Regions from separate parts of the Mus musculus genome. Here regions 1 and 3 are each linked to region 2. Evidence: chromatin contacts called from public Hi-C data. All regions are on one chromosome and are shown on one strand. Each heading gives the region's core, a stretch centred on a gene start, on an enhancer-like site or on the middle of the called end of the contact. The rest is flanking DNA. Distances are from core to core; before and after follow the strand shown. Region 1 overlaps Fam135b (family with sequence similarity 135, member B). Region 2 holds the start of Fam135b (family with sequence similarity 135, member B). Region 3 overlaps Col22a1 (collagen, type XXII, alpha 1).

Region 1 (4,837 bases), core at 1,312-3,811, 120 kb before region 2:
CCAGATTCTAGCAGGCATCCAAATGCCATTTGAACTGAAGGCATATGGACTCACATCAGCTACTACTACTACTACCACCTGATTCTTCTCCTAAGCCTTTTTGCATAATTCACCCAATGGAGAATTGCTCTGTCTTTACTCTCCCCCATCACTACAGTGAAAAACACTAGTTCTCTGGTTCTACTATCCCAGACTTCTTTAGTTCCTCCCTCTGAGCTATCCCACCTTTTCCAACATCTTCCCAAGCCAACTGTCATAGGTTTTGTCTTCAAAGTGACATTATGTAACCCACCTGATCAGCCCTCTTATACTGTTTATAGCCCTCCTTATCTATGAGATGGACTTCTAGCTCAAAACAGAACATCTATGCCCTTTACAATCAATCCCCCTTGCAACTTGACCAGTCCTATCTTTCCTAGTCTATCAAAAACACCACTTCTCGCTCATTCTCTTCTGTAGAGTAGTACTGTTCATAAGATCCCAGGCCGTTTCTTCGTCTAGACCTTTTCACAATGTATTCCCAAGGCTTGAGGTTCCTTTTTATTCTTACCTGGCTAGTGACATCCCTCATTCAAGTAATATTTCCTGCTATTTTATGGGTGACCGGGTATCTATCCTGTACCTTCAATAGTTTGTCTGTTTCTACTTCCATTTCTGATCTGTCTTTTTTATCTCTCTCCCCCATAGGACCTTCTAAACAACTTGCATTTGAACCTGGTTCTTTCTCTTTATTATGGCAGAATCTCTAGGATACAAACTATTAAAGAACAGACAATGTGATGTCTCCTACAGAACAGAATCTGCATCACGTTGTTGGGTTTTCCATGGATAAGAATGCCTTTTTTGAGGAATTTCTAATTCTGGGTATGAAGCACCTACTTTAGATGCTGTAAGAAAACTGGACTCAAACCCTAAGCAGGACAGTGGGGTTTCCATCTATGACACTCCCCAGTGAAGATGCTTGGTTCAGAATTAAGTCAGAACTACTGGTAGGTAAGGCTCTCTTGGCTAGTTCTGCAAAACCTGATCTCAGTTTTCCTATGTAATTTATAAACATTCATTAGCATATAATAAAGATAGGCAAGGATGAAATCAAACAGAGAAGTTAGCACCTTGACCACAGGTCCCAGCTACTGGAAATTAGAGGTACTATAGCCAACACTCCCATTCTTAAATGTTCTCTTGTGTACTTCACTGTCCCCAAGGCCATATGCATTTCATTCTACTTAATAGATCTATTTGAAGGCTGGCAAGTTGGCCCAGCAGGAAAATGCACTTGGACACAAGCCTGATAACCTAATAACCTAATAACCTGAGTTTGGCCTTGAAAAAATCTGGATGCTATGGTGTGCATCTGTAATCAAGAGCTGGAGATGGGAGCAGAGACAGAAGAATCATCAAGCTCATGGAGTACACAGCATGGTAGAAACAAATAGAGGGACCTTGCCTCAATAATGAGAAAGGAGAGACTCATTTTTAACAAGTTATCCTCTGTGTGTTCTCTGCTGCATGTACATAACCGCATTTGTAATGCAAAAACAATTAATATATAAGAATAAAATGTTAAAGAGAAGTGGGTGAGACTCACTGAGTGCCAGTGAAAGTCCCAGAGGCATTCTGCTTTTCTTTGATTCCACCAGGGGGTAATTGGGCCCTCTGGGTGGCTCTGAGCTCACAGGCAGCTTTCTCCACCCCTGCAGTTCAACATTTCCTTCCCTGCAGAACTCTTTGCTTTACACACCTGCTGAGTATGTCCTCACCAGGGGTTAAGAGGATAAAAGGCTCAAAGCAGCAGGTTCATGAAGTCACAGATTAAAAAGCAAATAAGGTAAAAACAAGCCTGGGGCATTATTATTATCTATATGGATTTGCTGTAAAAAAATAAAATAAATAACCCACAAAGCCCATGTGTATAAGGACACAGATGACTGAATTCAGGTCAGTCCTCACAGAGATAATAATGACATTTCATGGAGAGTGATCAAACTTTATTAAAATAATGATTACACCATTTTAGAAAAAAAAATCAGAGATTTTGACACTTAGCTATACTCTTATGCCTGACCAAGAGTAATACATACTGAAAAATCAAATTGGTTTAAAGAAAATTGGGGAAATGCATTTTTTCATCTTAAACTGAAAATCACAGACCTGACTGGAATGAAGTACTAAGTCCATCACTTCTGCAGAGAGTCTGACCATGTGCAGGGATCTCCAAGCTTCTGCAGTGTCTTACTGTGAGGAGGCCTGGGAACTTTACTCTAGTTTGCCTTCACTATGCTCCTACCACTACCCCTTTTCCTAAAAAGACATGGGTATTCAATGGTTTTCTCAAACCTGAATAATCCTCATACCCTCTCAAAAGTGTGGGACAGAATGAAAAGAATCTCAATACAGATTAATAAAGGAAGTTAAAACAAGATTGTTTCTGACAGAACCAGACAAATCAATTAGATGATCTCTGGCAAGCAAAGATAATTGTATTTCAAAGTCTATTAAAGCATATCAGGGCCAGTTAGCTAATTTCACAGGGGGACTGGCTGTCGCTGGGCATTAGGTAGCAATGGGAAACATCGGGCAGAAACACAAGATGGCATTTTTCTCCCTAGGATCACTAGACCTATAAACTCAGCATTTGAGTTCAGCATAAAAGTGGCAGGTGTATTTGTTCAAAGGGGATTTCCATCCTAACAGGGCTGTGAGCAATTGAACGGCTATGCCAGATCTGACAAAACTGATTATACATCCTTTGTGTGAAGTTATTCATCTAAAACCTCTGAAGAGACATCTTTAAAATAAGATAAAGGAAAGGGGTTGAGGAAAGACAAGAGACGAATCTGAACATCAAATGGTGAAAAATATAACTCAGAAGGAAAACCAGACTGACTGAAAAACCTTTGAGAAATAAGACTTAGAAGTGAAGTTTGAATTTCTTTTAAATAACAAATATTAGGTCCATCTCAATTGTTCACATTGTAAATGAGGGTTTGCATTTGTTGCCACTGTTACCTGCAAATTTATCTTTCATTAGGGACGCTGCATATGGAAATTTTTAACTTAATACTTGTTTTGAAAGTGTCTTTGTTAGAATAAAGTTGGCACAAATGTAGCCATATGGAAGGCCAGAAAATAGTGGCCATGCTTTTCTCTGTTTCTATGGAAACTTTGAATATTTGTTTCATATGCATTTTCTTCACCTTTCAAACAGGATATTTAACTGTGCCCCTGAGATGCTGAGTAAGCATTTGCAGTTCATCCCGCAACAGTGTCCAAAAGCGTAAGTGTTATGATCTGTTTTGAAAATAAGTATCTTGAAACATTAAAATAAAAAAAAATAGTGAACATTTTTCTCTCTTTCAGGTATAAATGGGCTAAAAATATACATAGATGATAGACAGGTATGAACAGAATGGGTCTTGTAATTAACCATTCCTCTATTATTGTTATTTTTGTTTGTTTTTTCAAGACAGGGTTTCTCTATGTAGCCCTGGCTGTCCTGGAACTCACTTTGTAGACCAGGCTGGCCTCAAACTCAGAAATCTGCCTGCCTCTGCCTCCCAAGTGCTGGGATTAAAGGCATGCACCACCACTGCCTGGCCCCATTCCTCTATTATTATCTATATAAATTATTCCTTAGAACATTGCTGCTCTCTATAAAATAAGAGCTTGTCTGCTGCCTTCTTGTGCCCAGTAGCATTCTGAAAGCAAGCTGAAGAGTGTCTGCAGTTTCCACAACAGAAGGATATTCAAAGACATTTGGTAGATGAAACAGCACAGTTCTCAGGTCAAAGAGAATAGCAAGAAAGGCAAATAGACTCTTCTTACAAATCCAATCAACCATCTGAAAGCTGAGGATTTATCTGGGGACCTTTGAAAACTGTGAACTGCTTAGTGCTACTCTAGTTGGGCTTAGTTAGCATGGGGAGGGGGATAGTTTAAGCTCTCCAGGTAATTCTAGTCCTAGGTCAATGTCCAGGGTTAAGATTTTCATAAAAAAAAGGCTATTAACAGTACCCCCTGCTTATTCCAAGCAGAAACACTCAGAAAACAGGCTAGATTGTGGTTTCCTGTGATTCAGGCTCAGAAGGTCTAAGACAGTGGATATGAGTTGGATTTTTAAAAAGTTCTCAGGGGTTGGTGGCACTGCAGCCAACAAGCCACACTTCAGGTGCTGGTGATTTAAACATGAGAGGATAGAATTCGTCCTCCCTGTATTAGCACCATTTAATGAAGATCTAGAAGACTCTGTCTGTAATTGAAGGAGGGGAAAAAAAGCAGCATAAGCTAGAACTTCACTTTTACTGTACTTCAGGCATTACTGGGAACAGGGACACTTAAAGATGGCAAAATCAGATCCTCACTCTTTAAAATTTTACAATTATCAAAGAGAATAGAAACTACTCATAACACCTGATAATATTACCAGTACCCTATAGCCTAAGTTGAAGAAGAGGAGGAGGAAGAGGAGGAAGAAGAGGAAGAAGTAGATGAAGAGGAAGAAGAGGTAGAGGAAGAAGAAGAGATAAAGGGGAAGATAAGGAAGAGGATAAGGAAGAGGAGGTGGAAACGCCTTTCACCTCCATAACCCACTCCCTGTTTTCCTTCTTCATAAATTGTCGTCATTAGTCTTGGACTGGATCATCTCCCTGACATCAGAGCCACTCTGTTCTTGCCTTGTTAGATTCTCCTAGATACTAACCCCAGTCATGCTTCAACTGACAGTCTGATACAATTTATGTCATGAAAGCTTCTCTCGCTCTTGCCTACAGATTGGATTATCCCTTTTGCATCATTTCCTGGTACCCTACATGCCTGTTTTGGTGATAACTTATCACAT
Region 2 (4,716 bases), core at 1,039-3,538:
AGGATCGGAGAAGGCTCCAGATATGATGGAGCCTTTGAATTGGGCCACACACACACAAAAAGAAGAAAGTGAGAAACTGTTACTTTCTGCAGAGACACCAGCCTGGGCAAAAGCACAATCACAAAAGAGCAGAGCACAGGCCTGGCTCATTTCAGAGATTGCAGTTCCCTCAGCAGTGAGATCAAGCTGCACGTATTTGGTCAGGTTCAGCTAATACATCTGGCTTTAGAGAGCAGAGTGGGATTGAGACAGTTTCAGCTTTGAAAAGACTCCACAGTGTATGCAACACTTAAAGGCGCCCTCACTTTGGGCAAATATCTCTTTACACGATCAGATGTTTGGTCCCACTCTGTGTTACACAGAACAAACACTGTTTTCAAGAGAGAGAGGAGCACTGCCTTCCATGGCAAAGCTAGCTCTTGACCTTCAGCAGCAACAAACAAGGAGGACACTCAGTGTTTCCCCCCAATAAAGCCCTCTTTATATTGCCCAGGTATCTCTGGAACAAGACAATATCCCAGTCACAACTCACTGACTAAGAGTTCCACTCTTTCCATAGGTGATACCTGTGAAATGCCTTGTTAATCTGAGATTTTTTTTCCTTTAGAAAATGACTTTCTTAAAATTGCATTAGTCATACATAAGACTTTAAAATCCCACCACATTTGCATCCTCTGCCATTAAATTTTATTGTTATGAGAGCTTAGCAAACTCTAAGGGTTGCTAGAATCACATTCTATAGAGAAAAAAACATCCCAACAAGACAGGAGCAATTCAAGGTCATACAACAGGTATGATGAAACCAGAGTTCAGACCTGTTTGTTTCTGACTCCAGAATCTTGCCCTCTTTCCTCTACACTACAGTATAGCATTTTGCTATAATATATTGTCCTCGCTGTGGTATAAATCCCCAGATGAAATGCTGGCTAGATCACATCCTCTTGGGTAACATAACTACATCATAAATTAAAAGCCCAATTAAAGAACATACCCTTTTAACTGGGACTTACCACAGTCCCCTGGGGCTAAGATATAAAAGGAGAATCCTTTCACAGGCAGTGGCTATCCATCCTGGAAATTCTTCAGAAATCTGCTAAAGTCTATGAAAAGCTTTTGAATCAAATTACTCAGCTAACGCACCTCCCTCTCCTCGGGTCTTCTGGTGTTCTTCTCCCAGCAGAACTGGATTAAATCATGTGCCAATCTCCAGCCCTCACTATAGCCCAAAGATGCAGATAACAGTCCGTCATACATCAGGTGCACCCAGGGTTTAAAACAAATTTAACATTAAGAGCTTTGGAGCCCAGTGGAAAAGATTGCCCTCCTAGATTATATGAGGGATTGAAGTGGAGTTCTCTTCCCCATCTGTCTGAAAGTAGGATAGTTCTTTAGTAGCCAAGGGCCAGACAGAGGGTGTCTCTAACACCATACAGTGTTTGTTTTGCTGGCATCAGAGAGGGAGGAAAAAGTAGGTGAAGAGAATGGGGGTGGTGTTCTTATCTCCATTCTGGTTAAAATTTTATTTCTGTTAACATCCAATCCCCCAATGACCAAAACATCTTATCTATAGAATAGTAAACTCTGGGCATACCCCAAACCTTAAGAGTTACTACTACCTGGTCTAAACACCCCCTGCAGTGGTTGTTTTTTAAAGACTGCTATACATATAAAGAGCTACTGTGTGTTATAGCCCCTTTCCATGCCACAGATGAACTACGGTGCTCTCCACCCTCCAAAGAGATGGTCTCTGAGTCAGCTTTGCCCCACATAGAACAGAGACCATAGCCCCTCCACCTCCACAAGGTCTTCTTTTGAGCCTGTCCTGGGTTCAGTGGCTCAGAGGACCTGAACAGGTCTAAATAAGCCCCTTAGGACCACCACATTCACACAATCACATTTAATGGTCCTTCTTGTCTCTAAGCTTTGCCCAGAAGTGGGGCAAGATCAGAGGGCAGAGATATCTGAGGGGAAAATAGAGAAAGATATATTTTTTAAAAAAATCGCGGAAGAATCTCTACTCAGTAATAGAAAGCCATCCAACTAGCAACCACGCTTCCAGAAACGTCACTGCCACAGAAAGAGTTTTACAGCTGGTGACCCCCACAGCGTTCTCACCTACCTGTCTCCCACTGCAGGGCTCTCTCTCTCACCTCCTAGGGCCCTGTTCCAGCTCTGGTCCCGCTCTCTTCTGGTCTCCTTCTCCAGCAGCCAACACCGGCAGCGACTGTGGGCGGACCAAGGAGTCGGTGGCGGCACCTGCGAGCTGTCTCAGGTCTCTACCGAGAGGCTGACTGGAGGAGGAGCAAGCGGATGCTGCCCTCACCGCCGCCGCCGCCGCCACTGCCGCCGTGGTGCTGATGCGGTTGCTATGGTTATGGAACTCCGCAGCTGCCCCCTCTTGGTGCAACAGCTGCCCGGCCACCGCGGCCTCCTGGCAGCCCGAGCTAAGGTGCCCGAGGCAAGGTTGTGAATGTGGTTAAGGGAATTCTTCCCCCGCCTAGGAGAAGACTGGGAGCCTCTACTTGGGCCGTGGCTGGGTCTCTCCTCCAGCGCCCTTGCTCTCCTTCCCACGCCAGAACCTAAGGCCAGACTACAACAACACAGAGAGCGCGCTCAAGGCCTAGAAAGCCCTCCCTGCCGCTCAGCTCTGCCCCTGCAGCCTCGGTGCACCGCGGTAGATTGCGCGACTAGCTGGGAGGCGCCGCTAGCGTCCCCCACCTCTGTCCGCCAGAAGAGTCTAGGCGCGCCAGGCTGCCCTGCGGCCAAACCCCGCCCGCTCATAGGCTCTCCTGCCAGCCCGCCCGGCCTGTGGAGGGCGCAAGATGCTGGGCCAAAGAAGTCTGTCCTCAACCAGCCCAACCTGGCCAGGAGCATGCTCAGTCTCCGCGCGGAGATTGTCCTCCAGAGCCAAGATAGCGATGCAGTTAGAAGGAAAGGTTTCTTTCAGACCCCAGGGGAGAGAGGTATTAAACTTGGGAGAAGTTGGTGATGCAACAAGTACACACCTAAATAAATAAGTAGTCTGAAAGCTGGAAGTGACCCATACTACCACTACTAAATGTGCAATGGTCATTGAGCAACAGCCCATTCATCATTTACAGATGTTCTTCATGCTAAACACTAAGGGTTCAGAGGTATGCCAACTTGATCCATGGGAAAAAAATGACAACAATGAGAAAACATAAGGCAACTCACATCTACTAGCCATTCTTCAGCGGGCAGTTTGCTTGGGAATACATCATCTCACTATGACAGTGTCAAGAAGTTCTTGTGTCCTACTTGTTACAGGTGACAGAGCAGCCTTAAAAGTGGAACCAGTGCTAGAATTTGGAAGCTGAGTGTTCTGTCTATTAGACTAGGCTGCAGTAGTTCACATGGGGTGAAGGAAAGACACTTGGAAGAAGGTGCAAGTATAGCCAGAGGTGATGGTAATGAATGGGGAAGAATATTCCCACATGAAAGGGGCAGGCACCCCCACCCCACCCCCGCCCCAAACTAGATAAACAGGACCGTTTGATTTTATTTTGTCCTTTTATCCACAGGGAACACCCAGAGTGACTAGAACGGAGGGCACTAGGGAAGGTGAGACAAGAGCTTGGACTGGAGGAGCCAAGACAAAGTTGACTTTGAACACAGTGGGACACAGAAGGCACTTAAGCAAGGGGAAGGGTTGGTCATCATGGGAAGAAGATTGCCTACTTGGCTACTGTGGCAGTGAATGTCAAGTTCTGAAGGTGCTGTTGGCACAGAGACCAGAGCAAATGACCCATCTGCTTTGCTGATCCTCTTCACAGCATCCAGCCAAGCCCGGAACAATGCGAATCCCAGTAAATACTGGGAGAATGACGAATAAAGGATTATTTGCTTCTCCATCAGGGAAGATGAGTGTTGTTCTTTTGCAAATATTTGCCCTTGAAATATGATTAAAATCCGATGACGTGTATTTGCATTTCAGTTCTACGTAACCTTACTTTGGAAAGTCAAAGCAAGCCTCTTACCGCTTTCGCTTGGACTTCCTGATCCCTAGCAGAGTAGTATGCTGGGATTATTGTTCCCCTGCATTGGAACAAACATGTTTCAAGAATCTAGACGGGAAAGTTCCATGATATGTTATGTGATGAAAACAAAGTACAGAATAACGTTTCAAACAGAGTAGCTCTCGTGGATCAAGGAGAAAACACCCAGGAAAATGTATATTTTCTTGTATTGTATTGGCATAGAAATGCACTGGGTGTGGGGAGCTAGATAAGAAACTAGGAGAAATAGCTAAGGCAAGTGAGGCTGAGAGAGAACTGAATGCCAAGTTTGGAGTGGGAATAAGACAAAGCACTATATGTAAAACACTTTTATGGTGGGAGAGAGCGGATCTCATCTAATCCATCCTGCCCTCAGACTTCCTATGCTGCCAAGACTGATCTTGAACTCTTGATCTTCTTACTTCTATCTCCAGAGGACTGCACTGCAGACTAGTATCACCATGTTTAACCTTTGTGAAACTTTTAAACTTCGGAACCAAAGAAAAATAATTACATAGTGTGTGTGTGCACAGGTAATATGACATACATTCTAATCAGATACATCATCAAGCCTACTGCTGTCCCCTTTGTGGCAAAATGACATTATCAATTATTTCTGTAAAACCCCTTCTCTTAAAATATACCCATCATCAACTGTTATGACAGTCATAAGTCTCTTGGCTTGAGTGGATGGCATCTG
Region 3 (4,786 bases), core at 2,112-4,611, 130 kb after region 2:
TGCCAGGAACTCAATTAAAGCCTTTCTCAGAACCTAGTAATCATCTCTCTGGAATTTAATAAACACGGGGGGGGGGGTGCCTTTCTTCCCCGGTTCCTGCTGGAAAGAGAGATGCTAACATAGGGAGCAATCTGGATCACAGGAACAAAAACACCCCCTGTGGTAAAGACTGGAGATGCTTGTGTAAGCCCCTACCTTACTGATGATCACACAGGTACATAGCCCATTTGGAATGAATGTGGTTGATGAATGGGGTGACATGTCCTCTATCTTAGTCCTGAATAGCACTTCCTGAGACACGCATGCTAAATCCAACCCTACAGACTGGCTACCTAAGACTTAAGTCGTTTTTGACTCTCCCGCCTCCTACCCAGACTGTGGTGTACGCTGTATTCTGAATCAGCATTCAGAGGATGATAAGATTGTTTCCTTTTCTATCTTTGTAGAGAAGTTTCTTAGGTTAGAAGGAGACATTGATTTGCTTTTAAATATAATTCTAAATTAATATAATCATTAATTTGGAAAAAAAGGTACCATTTTGTTTGTGTTTCCATTGTTTAGAGTCTCCCTTTGTGCTTTGTCCTTTGTAAATCAAAGCTGCTGGAGCTCCTCCTGGGGTCTACAAGCTGTGGAGGGGAGGGTGTGAACTCTGCCAGCAAATAGCCTTTGCTCCTTTCATATGAGGCCCAGCTGTGCCCTGCCTAGAAACTGCCCCCCTCCAAGATGCATTGCAAACCCTGCTTAATCCCTAAAATACACCTTCTTGAGAGGTATCACAGGCTACCTCTTGTCCCACTGACAATGGTTTCTTTAAACTCCTCTACTCTCCTCCAGATATTTGTCATGCTTGTTATTAAGCCCGATGACCTATGCGCCATGAGGATCACCATCAGTCATGTGTATTAAATGCTTCCTACATGCTGGGGTTTAAAAATGTCCTTTTGTATGGTTCTTAAGACACTGTTCACTGCTTAGGTTTTACAACTAGAGTTCTAATCATGGTTTGGGCAACTAAAATGCAGGAGCAAACCACCTGTCCAGTCAGCATCTTTAAATAACAAACTGAAAAGATTCAGAGAAGCTGACAAAATGTCCAATTAATGTAATTAGTCAGTGAATTCGTTCAGGTACCAGAAGGCAGGGGAGTCTGGGGAGGTACCAGCTTCCAAAGTCAAGCCTATGTCTGCCAATTTAAGAGCCTCCAGCCACACTATCTTCTCTGTGTGCTCTCATCAAAAGAATGGCCCATGTCTGAGCTCTCCCTGTACTACTTGACTTTGAAGGACGATGTTAAATGGAACATGTAGTGATAGTCCCCAGGACTGTGCAAATGTGAGTGGAAGATGTAGCAGTTTATAAAGATAGCATGAAGCAAATGGCCCTGTTGACCTCTGAAGGATGAGATTCTTGGATACTAACTGTCAAAAGAAACTGCAGTATTACCTCGGAATCAGCTAGAACTTTTCAGAGTGCATGCCTGCTCTATAGGGTATCTCTAGATCCATTTTAGGGTCCCATTAGACCCATGACCCGTTTGAGGATGTGAACTGAGCAGGAAATAAAATCCTTTTCAGAGGCAGCTGTTAAACCATCATCATTACCAAGCAAGAGAAGCTCTTACAGCTAAATGCAGAAACCCATGCTCCCAGGGTTGTCACCAGACTGCCATCTTTTTCCCTGTTCTTCCTTTACAAGGTTGGCAAACATCACAGCACACAGTCCCTAAGCCCTGCCCCTGTAGTTTCTAAAACCAGGATGGAAGCTCTGAAACTATCCATGGTGCTAAGCTCCGCAGCCCCACCTCCACCTTTTGCAGACAGACTCTACATAGAGGCATGAAGGATGAATCACAGGAAATGCTTGCCAGATACTGAGTCACAGTTGCAAACCAAGGAGCCAGTCCTTCTGGGCAATGCAGGGAGACCAGAGAACACTCAAAGTCCTCAGTGACCAAAGGATGCTAACAGTGGTCATTGCTTCTCTATCCAATGGAACATTTTCTGCCGACTAACACATCTTTGTGCTCAGAAATTTTGCAAAGATAACGTTTGGTGGGCAAGGATACACAAGGAAGAAACAAGTCTGTTTTGTGGAAAGTGCTACGTGTTAACATTCTGTCTAAGCTCCACCTCCAGTTACCTGGCAACAGCCAGGTATGCTCCTCTCTACAGTTACCTGGCAACAGCCAGGTATGCTCCTCTCTACAGTTACCTGGCAACAGCCAGGTAGGCCTAACCCACTATAAAAGGGGCTGCTTGCCCCCTCCTTGCTCTCTTGATCTCTTGTTCTCTTGCTCTCTTGGGCTCTTTCCTTCCCCCCTGCCTTCCCCATTCTCTTCCCCATCTCTCCAATGTGCTCACGCCCATGGCTATGGCAGGCCTCTATTCTTCTCTACTTTCTCTCCCTCTCTCTGCCTATCTCTGCCTCTATTACCCTCTTAACTCCCCTCATAACTCATACCCTGAATAAACTCTATTCTATACTATACCATCGTATGGCTGGTCCCTCAGGGGAAAGGGATAGCTTGGCATGGGTCCACCAAGGCATCCTTTTCCCCCATATCTGACTACCCCTCCATAGAATATACCCTTTCACTCTTTATCTTTTTATAAACAGATCTCCATGGGACAAGTGAAAAGCAGAGAAACTGGACACCAAGAACCAAGACAACAGCCTGCGAGTTCTCAGAGGAGGCATCAAGTCCTCCATCACTCATCAACAGTACATGGTAACAAGGATAGGTTTTTATCCCAGTAGTCTTGCTGCAGGCCACAAAGAAGGAGTAGGGGTCTCCAATGGGAGCTGTTCTAGGTGCTGGTACGGGTGTCGCTATTAGAGTAGCTAGAAGTATGGTGAACTATGGACTTGTAGGTCAACTTCAGCTGTACTATCTTCAGCCTTGATTTCTGGCATCTTGTCTTCCTAAACTCTAGATTCCTTATCTATAAAATGAAACACTTTCCCTCACAGGATCATGTTCAGTATTATAGGAGGCCATATCACGTAGGTGATAGCCTTGCCCTTAGAATACTTCTATTGTAGGCCTTGTCTCTGAGCCCCAAAGATTTTTCAAGATCACCACCAGTTATCTACTGGAGGAACAAGAGCCCTGGCTTTCCAACACAGCACTTTGTTCTTTTTCTGGCCATAGCTCTTTCAAAATATTTAAAGAACACCCTCCCTTGGAGTGAATAATAAGAGAACAGGAATGGATACACCATCCCAAAACATTAGTGCTTCCTGCTGGGTAGAGATGACAGAGAAAATTGTCTGTTTCCAATGCAGGGAGTACACTGGCTTGATTGATTCACTTTTGTTTCTCTAGATAAAGGCAGCTTCTTGTCAGAGGCTAAGCCTGGCAGTCAGAACAATGGCAGTAAAGGTCAACTAAGAAACAGCTGACATCATTTCTCAGAGCTCTCCAGGGGAATGCATGAGCCTTCCTTGCAGAATCAGAGAGGGAGCCTTATGTGCACTGAGCAGGAGCACATTCAATGATGTGACTTTGTTGGTACTGTTCAATGTAAAACTGCCCTTGGCCAAATCGCCAGGTCTGCGTTCAAGGAAAACAAATAACGTCAGTTTTTGAAGCCAAATTCTTTAACTGCATCAAAACCATCTAAATCTTGACCAAGTATATGTATGGATCACAAACGATCAGCATTTGAACCTGCCTGGCAGGGCCTAAGAGATCTAGATAGTTCTTCTCATGACCCATCTTCTGGTTATGGTCAGACCACCTACGTTTACCTTGTTTGGTTTATTGCTTTGTGATTGTAGTGATATGCAGCTCTGGGAGTTCTGGCTGTTCATGCAGAGGACCTGGGCTCAACTTGCAGTATTTAAATGACATCTTACAACTATCTGTATCTCTAGGTCCAGAGGATCTAGTGACCTCTTCTAGGCTCTACAGGTCCTTCATACATGCGGTGTACTTACTTACATCCAGGCAAAATACTTACATACACAAAATAAACATAAATCAAACACAAGACAACACCATATTGAAGGGCTGGGTCTGAGGCAAGGCAAAAATTCACCTTTGAAATTTTTGTTTTACATTTATTCATTCATTTATTTCGAGGGAGTCACACAACACAGTGAAATGTGGTGCTCAGGATATGACTTTCGGGAGTCAGGAGTCTCCTTCTACCATATGGGTCCCAAGAATCAAACCCAGGACACCACGCTTAGCAGCAAGCATTTTTACCCACTAAAGCCACCTAATCAATCCAAGCAATTTGATAAAAAATAATTAGTACCCAAGATTAAAGCACATTCCAAAGAAATATTCTAAAAATCTAAAATCAATTGAGAGAATCCAAAATGAAGAGACTTTCAAAATGTAACCAGAGAGGGCTTCGGACTACCTGGGACTAACCAAAGGGTATGAGGACCGTCAGTTATGTATGAGTTGGTCTTGGCTTTGTTTCAATTGTTTATATCTTTTGTTATTTGTTTGTTTGTTTTGTTTTTTGGTTTTTCATATCCATTTCAAATTTCCCAATGGTATTGCATTAAAACAATTTTTATAACTTCATTACTGAGGTTTCTGGCCACCTCTAAGATTTTATATGTACCATCTTTCTGGCTATGACCCCAGGGGATGGAAGAACAATAAACAGACTGAGAGTCTGTAAGTTACCAAGTACCGATGACAGCATTTTACCTTCAGTTGTCATGGTGACACTCCTCTGTTCATTAAAACAAAGGCAGAGAAGTTAAGAAACCCTCCAAAGGTCATAAGCCAAGAGTCCAAGGCCATGCCTCGCTCCTGACCTCAAAT

What was found. A called contact is a pair of places that touch in the nucleus more often than the background predicts.
Region 1: a contact with region 2 is called in a Hi-C map of the N1E-115 cell line, with 5 times the contacts expected there. The contact joins the enhancer-like site here to the promoter of Fam135b in region 2. A contact is called at or near these places in 1 of 39 promoter capture datasets (hippocampal neurons), 2 of 484 Hi-C or Micro-C datasets (the N1E-115 cell line and nephron progenitors) and 1 of 9 other capture datasets (liver).
Region 3: a Hi-C map of neural stem cells shows a contact between it and region 2, with 2.7 times the contacts expected there. The contact joins the enhancer-like site here to the promoter of Fam135b in region 2. A contact is called at or near these places in 1 of 39 promoter capture datasets (neural stem cells), 4 of 484 Hi-C or Micro-C datasets (the N1E-115 cell line, cortical neurons and neural stem cells) and 1 of 9 other capture datasets (pancreatic islet).

The regions. Positions count from the first base shown.
Region 1 is chr15:71,608,225-71,613,061 of GRCm38.p6, forward strand. All of the region lies in intron 2 of Fam135b (family with sequence similarity 135, member B), which reads right to left. Among named protein-coding and RNA genes, the nearest start is that of Fam135b, 120 kb to the right of the region's middle. Within about 2 kb of position 2,562, at least 2 of the 459 cell types and tissues checked have an H3K27ac peak or open chromatin away from gene starts, as enhancers often do. A contact at or near this core is called in the N1E-115 cell line, where this site is marked.
Region 2 is chr15:71,725,550-71,730,265 of GRCm38.p6, forward strand. It overlaps Fam135b (family with sequence similarity 135, member B), which reads right to left and starts at 2,289. Exons shown (of 20, transcript NM_177819.3): 1 at 2,120-2,289.
Region 3 is chr15:71,851,575-71,856,360 of GRCm38.p6, forward strand. All of the region lies in intron 46 of Col22a1 (collagen, type XXII, alpha 1), which reads right to left. Among named protein-coding and RNA genes, the nearest start is that of Fam135b, 130 kb to the left of the region's middle. Within about 2 kb of position 3,362, at least 40 of the 459 cell types and tissues checked have an H3K27ac peak or open chromatin away from gene starts, as enhancers often do. A contact at or near this core is called in the N1E-115 cell line and neural stem cells, where this site is marked.